2 separate regions of the Sus scrofa genome follow, and region 1 is linked to region 2. A link is a contact called in public HiChIP or PLAC-seq data. All regions are on one chromosome and are shown on one strand. The core of a region is the stretch at or near the end of the contact, and the rest is flanking DNA. Distances in the headings are between cores, read along the strand shown.

The links. HiChIP or PLAC-seq counts read pairs in DNA pulled down with a chosen protein or histone mark.
Region 1: an H3K27ac HiChIP or PLAC-seq map of alveolar macrophages shows a contact between it and region 2. The contact joins two enhancer-like sites. A contact is called at or near these places in 3 of 47 Hi-C or Micro-C datasets (brain, embryonic fibroblasts and epiblast stem cells) and 1 of 2 datasets of contacts at active chromatin or transcription factors (alveolar macrophages).

Annotation. Positions count from the first base shown.
Region 1 is chr7:49,617,242-49,620,596 of Sscrofa11.1, forward strand. No RefSeq gene overlaps it. Among named protein-coding and RNA genes, the nearest start is that of CEMIP, 3.6 kb to the right of the region's middle. Within about 2 kb of position 1,385, at least 7 of the 83 cell types and tissues checked have an H3K27ac peak or open chromatin away from gene starts, as enhancers often do. A contact at or near this core is called in alveolar macrophages, where this site is marked.
Region 2 is chr7:49,498,621-49,501,885 of Sscrofa11.1, forward strand. No RefSeq gene overlaps it. Among named protein-coding and RNA genes, the nearest start is that of ABHD17C, 40 kb to the right of the region's middle. Within about 2 kb of position 1,756, at least 7 of the 83 cell types and tissues checked have an H3K27ac peak or open chromatin away from gene starts, as enhancers often do. A contact at or near this core is called in alveolar macrophages, where this site is marked.

The sequences.
Region 1 (3,355 bases), core at 135-2,634, 120 kb after region 2:
CAACCATATAAATGTAGCAAAAGTTAGGTAGCCCTACTACTAGGCACATAGGATGTTTTCAGTTTTTTTGTGATGACAAATAGGGCTTCGATGTATAACACTGCACATGTCATTTCACACATTGTGCAATTCTGTCTATAGGATAAATTCCTGTAAGTGGAATTGCTGAGTCCAACATTATACACATTTTCAAAAATCTTGGCAAACTGCGCTCAGAGGTTGTACCAAGTTGAGTTTTCATCAGCAAGGTATGAGGCAACCTCTGTTCTCCATCCTCACCCCAACCCCAAAAAAGTGGTATCAGCAAATGTTTGGGTTTTTCCAGTCTGATAGGGATTTCAACATAGCATTCGTTTTCATTTCTTTGTCTATGGGCAAAGTTGAGCCTCTTTTCAAATGTGTATGAATCATCTGGGTTTATTATTCCATGAACTCATGTATGAATATGTTATTTTAATTAAAAATGTTCATCTGGGGTTCCTGTGGTGGCTCAGCAGGTTAAGAACCTGACATAGTGTCCATGAGGATTCGGGCTGAATCCCTGGCTTTGCTCAGTGGGTTAAGGATCTGGTGTTGCTGTGAGCTGTGGTGTAGGTCATAGACGCAGCTTGGATCTAGTGTTGCTTCGACTCTGATTTGACCCCTAGCCCCGGAACTTCCATGTGCTGCAGGTGCAGCCTTATAATGTAAACACCTCCTACATGTCAACTCTATGCTGGATACTGTAGGAGCCACTGTAGGTGAACTTTGGAGACTGACCCCATTCTCCTAGAAGGTGCACGCTGGTGGAGGAGAAGGATTTTGAGCTAAACATTGAACTACTTGTGGAATACATACATACCTGTATGAATTTGTACAGCTGTATATGTAACTTATACATGGAAAAACACTTGATCATATATGATGAGTTCCTAGAGATGATCTGTGAGTAGAAGTGATATTTTTCCTTTGTGCTTTTCTATGTTTTACTGAGCTTTTTGTAATGTAATACATTATGTTTGCAATTAGGTGATTTCGCCTTTGCTCACTTTCCGAAATTTCCAAGTATGGGTTCTTTTGCAAAGAACACAAACAATTTTTGCATTTGCAAAAAAGAACCATGTGCTATGGAAATACCATGTGCACACAGACAAGTTTACAAGTATTTGAGAGAGGAAAAAACACAGGAAAGAATGTTCTTTCTGTATGGTGATGACATTGCAGGAGGAGATGTAGAAATCCATTTTCAGAGCTCCTGACGGCTTGGCCAGTGTTCCTTGATTTCCCAGCCCAAATTCCAATGCATACCTCCACTCACCAGAAAAGTGAGGACTTGTCTCTTCTCAGCTGGGCAACCTCATCTGCAACCAGCAAAACAGGAACTGAGCAGTTATGAGTCCTGGAAATTTGGCTCAAGGGCAGGAGGCTGGGAATTTCCCTTTTTAGATGCCAGCTTCAGGCTCTGTGTCCAAGGGCGACCCCTGTTGGTGGAATTTAAATATTAGAATTGGGATGCCTGAGATTTCATATTTTTTTTGGAGGAGGGGGAGACGGGAAGCCTGGAAGCCAACAGCTACTCTCCTTACCCCAGCTGCTTCCCAACTCTCCATGTCCCCCTCGGCTCAGGTTTGCCTGGAAAAACCAGGTCTGGGGCTTGGAGGATGAAGTCACAGGTGTAGACAGCATTTAAACGTCTCGCAGGCAGGCAGGCTGCCATGGGGGCAGAGGGCTGGCTTTGTTGGCCAGAGGGTAGAACGTGGTGACTCTCCCTCCAAGCGGTGGATTTGGGTCCTGCCAGCAGACTGAAAATGCCAGACTTGGGGAGCTTGTGGGACCAGTGAGTGGGCAGGCCATTCGATGGCACTGATGTGACTGAGGAGGCTGCACCTCACCTGGAGGCAAATGCACCTGGAGGAAGGGCAGGCTTTCTGGGTGGGATCACAGCATTTCAGAACATTTCTTTTGGAATTCCCGTTGTGGCACAGCAGAAACAAACTCCACTTGTATCCAGGAGGATGCGGGTTTGATCCCTGGCCTTGCTCAGTGGGTCGGTGATCTGGCATTGCCATGAGCTGTGGTGTAGGTCACAGATGTGGCTTGGATCCTGCATTGTTGTGGCTGTGGCGTAGGCTGGCAGCTGTAGCTCCAAGTTGACCCCTAGCCTGGGAACTTCCATATGCCTTGGGTGCAGCAAAAAAAAAAAAAAAAATTCTCCTCTCTCTGGAGTCTGTCTGCTAGGGAATTCAGACAAAAACCAGGAAACCAACACAGCCTTTCTTGACCAGAGCCTGTCTCTGCATGTATAAGAGCAAGACCTTGAATTGAGGGGAGTGCAGGTAGTAATTATGCCAGAGGCGTGCTTCCAACATTCATCTAAAAAAAGAACTGCCTGCAGACCCCGTCCGTTACTGAGTGCTGAGTGGAAGTGCTGAACGGAGCTCTGGCTGAAGAATCTGCTTTTAGACACGCGGAGCGCGTTTGTAATTCATCAGCATTGCTCCATCCTCCCTGGGGCACTGGTCTGTGATGGAGAAAACTGGACCCCAAGGAATGTGCTGGACATTTCTGTGCTTTGAGAAAACATGACTAAGCACTTCTCAGAACCCATCACCAGACAAGAGTCCTCCTTCCCTGTTTCGCCTCGCAGATGCCTGTGGCACAGGCGTCTCACCAGAGACTTTATGCCACGCAGAGCCCAGATCTACTCTCTCCTGAGGGAAGAGGGGAAAATCTTGCTCGTGGCTCTCATCGCTCTGCACAGCTCTAAGCAACGCCGATTCAGGCTAACCTTCCTCCATTTGGGCCAAATGCTCAGCATCCTCCAAATGTTTACGGGTCCTGGTATCTGGGGGGGGTCCTATGAAGAAAGAAAAGAAACCAGGAATTAGGGTAGGGCTTGGAGGCCCTTGGGTGAGTTCCATCCAAATTTGCTGGAAAGGAAGGGCTGGGGAGGGAAACCTGCCATAGGTTTGTCACCTCCCTAGACGTCAAGGAAGGCTGAGAATCTGATAACGGACCTTGTCATGGTCAAGATCAGCTTTCTGGGAAAGGCCTGAAGAGAGCCGGCGTGGTTTCCCTAGTTTAGCCAGGAGATTAAGGCTTCTATCCCAATGCAGAAAACATGCACACAGACTCCAGCAGCTTCTGTCTGACTATAGCCCCAAAGCCCAGACGTAGATATATGAAGTGGCATATCCTACCTAGAATGAAGATGGCCCCCCACAAAGGTGGTTCTCACATGGCATTAGCTGGAAGGGACAAAGGAATATATAGTCTAGGAGGACTCCAGTTAACCAGGTGAGGGGCTGCATTGTAAGCTCAAAAAAAAAAAAAAAAAAAAAAAAAAGTGGAAGGGAGTACAATAGACAGAGAGGAA
Region 2 (3,265 bases), core at 506-3,005:
CTAGATCTGAGCCAGGTCTGTGACCTACACCACAGCTCATGGCAACGCCAGATCTTTAACCCACTGAGCAAGGCCAGGGATCGAACCTGTGTCCTCATGGATGCTATTCAGATTCGTTTCCGCTGAGCCGCGATGGGACCTCCTGCCCCGTTGCTTTTGCGCAAACCTCCAGCTCTCCTTTCACTTTGGCTTCACATCCTCCTCCTGGTGCTCCGTTTCCCACCGTGTCCTGGAGTCTGTGTGCCAGAAGGAACTGGGCCCTTCTACCCACAGAGCACGGGAAATGCTGCTCAGTCTACAGTGAAGCAGAAGGATGGACATTTGGGACCTGGAAGCAGAAGGACGGCTCTCGAGATCAGCAATTTCTAGGCACAGACCTGCATCCAGCACATCAGCAAACCTTGCTGCCTGGACCACTTGGGATGATTGCCTTGGTCCAGTATGAACCATAAGCACTTTGGCAGTTATCTGAGAACTTCCCATCGTCAGACACTTGGACTGGAGTCTGGAGATGGTTGTGGCCACAGATGGGCCCCTGATGCGCCATGTGCCATTGGACTGGACATGGGTCTTCTCTGGCCCAGCCAGCACCAGATGGCTTTCACCTTGTAAAGTGCTATGACCTTGTCTCCTTTGACCCTCTCAATTGTTGGGAGTGAGGGCAGGTGTTGTTACCCTATTTTATGAAAAGGGAAACCAATTCTCAGAAAGACTTGCCCAAGATTGCACTTTAGAATGTCAACTCAAAAAAGTACACAACATGAGGAGTTCCTGCTGTGGTGCAACAGGATCAGTGGTGTCTTGAGACCAAGGTTCAATCCCCAGCCTGGCACAGCTGCGGCTTAGGTGGCACCTGTGGCTCAAATCTGATCCCTGGCCTGGGAACTCCATATGCTATGGGGCAGCAAAAAAAAAAAAAAAAAAAAAGAAAAAAAAGTATACAATATGAGAGCTATGAATTAAGTTTTATCTGGAGCAAAATGAGGACTATAGCCCAGGAGACAGCATTTCTGAGAGCTCCGGAAAAAAAAACACCCCAAAGAGAGGGGAGCTCAATATATGTGATTTGGGTGAAGCAAGGAGGTACGTGTAATCAAGCATGCATTTTGCAGAAGGTCGCTGCTAGTCTCGTGAAGGTAACTGCTAATCACGAGGAGCAGACGTCACCATGAAAGATTTCAGTGCTTTTCTAGATGTGAGGAGATGCAAGGATTGGGCTCATAAAATCTTCTGAAAATACTTAACTCTCTGAAGACCTGTCCTGCCAGTTTTCCCAGAGTCCCTCACTCCTGATCCCCACCCTGAGCTCCTTTCAGAGGCTGTTGAGAGTCAGCAGCTGCAGTGGCTCAGGAGTCAATCGTTGTAGAGGCAGATGGCAAGTGCCCGTCTCCAGTTCATAAGAACAAGGAAGAGATGCCTGGGATGTGCCCCCCAGCCCCACGCCCACTCTGTCTTCTTGCACCCACAACCATGGGCTGATCCCAACATCCGCATCCCTCCCCTCTAGCGTCTGTGTCCAGCCACCCTGGGCTTCTCTCCCTGGTCCCTCCTTGGCCATCAAAAATCTATCCTTTCTTTGTCCACATCTCCGCCAGGGCCTAGTTTATGGCTAGACCTTTAGACAAAGTGATCCAGCCTGGCCAGCAGTGAGTTCCTGAGTTACCGCTTTCAGGAAATTGAACTACTATTTAGCTCGACTTCCTCAGATCAGAATGCCACTCCCAAAGAGAATGGCTGACTCATGCATGACAGAAATTTCCGTCCCTTTGGCAGGCCAGAGAGACAGCTGCGGCTGCTGAAGCTGGCCGGTGCGGGGTGGAGAAACCCAGGCCTGAGCTGGCACCAGGACTAACAACTTGCAGCGGGTGTGTCATTTCACTTCTTGACCTCAGTTTCTCTGGCTGTACAATGGAAGGTTGAGCTAGAGGCTGGCTGATGTAACATCCAAACCTGGGGTTTCCATCTTCCCTCCCACAGCTGGCAGGACATACTGGTATTTTGTCCTCCTCTCTCCTATCTCTCTTATGAGGTACCAGATTACCTAGAAAATTACCTACCTCGTCATCTCTGTTCCAATAATTTTATTTTTTAATTAATTAATTAACTGTCTTTTTAAAGTTGCACCCACAGCATATGGAGGTTCCCAGGCTAGGGGTGGAATCAGAGCTGCAGCTGCCAACCTACACCACAGCCACAGCCACGCAGGACCTAAGCCACATCCGAGACCTATACCACAGCCCACGGCAACGCTGGATCCTTAACCTGATGAGCGAGGCCGTGGATCGAACCCGCATCCTCATGGATACTAGCCAGGTTCATAACCTGCTGAGCCACAACAGGGACTCCCTCTCTTCCAATAGTTTGAGGCAGTTCAGGCCTCTTGAACCTCACCCAGGCTGCCATTGCCCTGTTGGCCTCTTGCAAACAGAGAAACTAGAAAGAGGAAATCAAAGTGCTGGATTCAAAATCTTGCTTTCGTGGCAACTGGCTGTCAGGCACGTGGAGTGAGCACCCAGCCTGATGGGTCCTTTCTCCCCCTCAAGGCCCCGAACTACGACCCCAGACGGCTGGTGGAGGCAGATGAGGGACCACGGGAGGGAGGGGAGGAACCCAGCGGGAGGTGGGGCTCGAGGGAAGGAGACCGGCTCAGTCCCCAGCCGCCCCAGCCAGTTAGGAGGGGCAGAGTTGGTCCTGAGCCGCATGCCTGCTAAAGACAGAAAAGTGGGTCATTTCGGGGTGTTGGCCTTTCTTCGCATTTATTACACAAACGAATGAAACCGCAACAATAGACCGCAGAAAAAAACAGCAAAAAAAACACCACAATTTTCCTTAAAACACATCAGATGTTTTTATTTTTCCAAATCCTTGTCCAGGCCCTGATGACATTTATGCAAAAATGTTTGGTTGTGGTAAACACAGCAGGGCCTGATTCTGTTCTCACTCAGCCTCCCCTAGAAGCATGTTTCCATGTTGCTACGTAAACTTGCTGGGTTTAATAGCCAAGCTGTATTTCACTGGGTGCTTTCACCAGTGTCACCAAGAGATGAGTGTACAGTTTCCCAAAACTGGTGTGATTATTAATATTATTTGAAACATTTACTCACTTGTTATATTTTTACATTTCCTTGATAACTAGGAAGGTTAAGTAGGTATCCATTTCTCTTTTTTGCAAATTGTATCTCCTCTTGCTTGAATGAGCTTTGGATTTTTTTTTTTTTTTTTTTTTAAGGCCACACCCGAGGCATCCGGACGTTCCCAGGCTTGG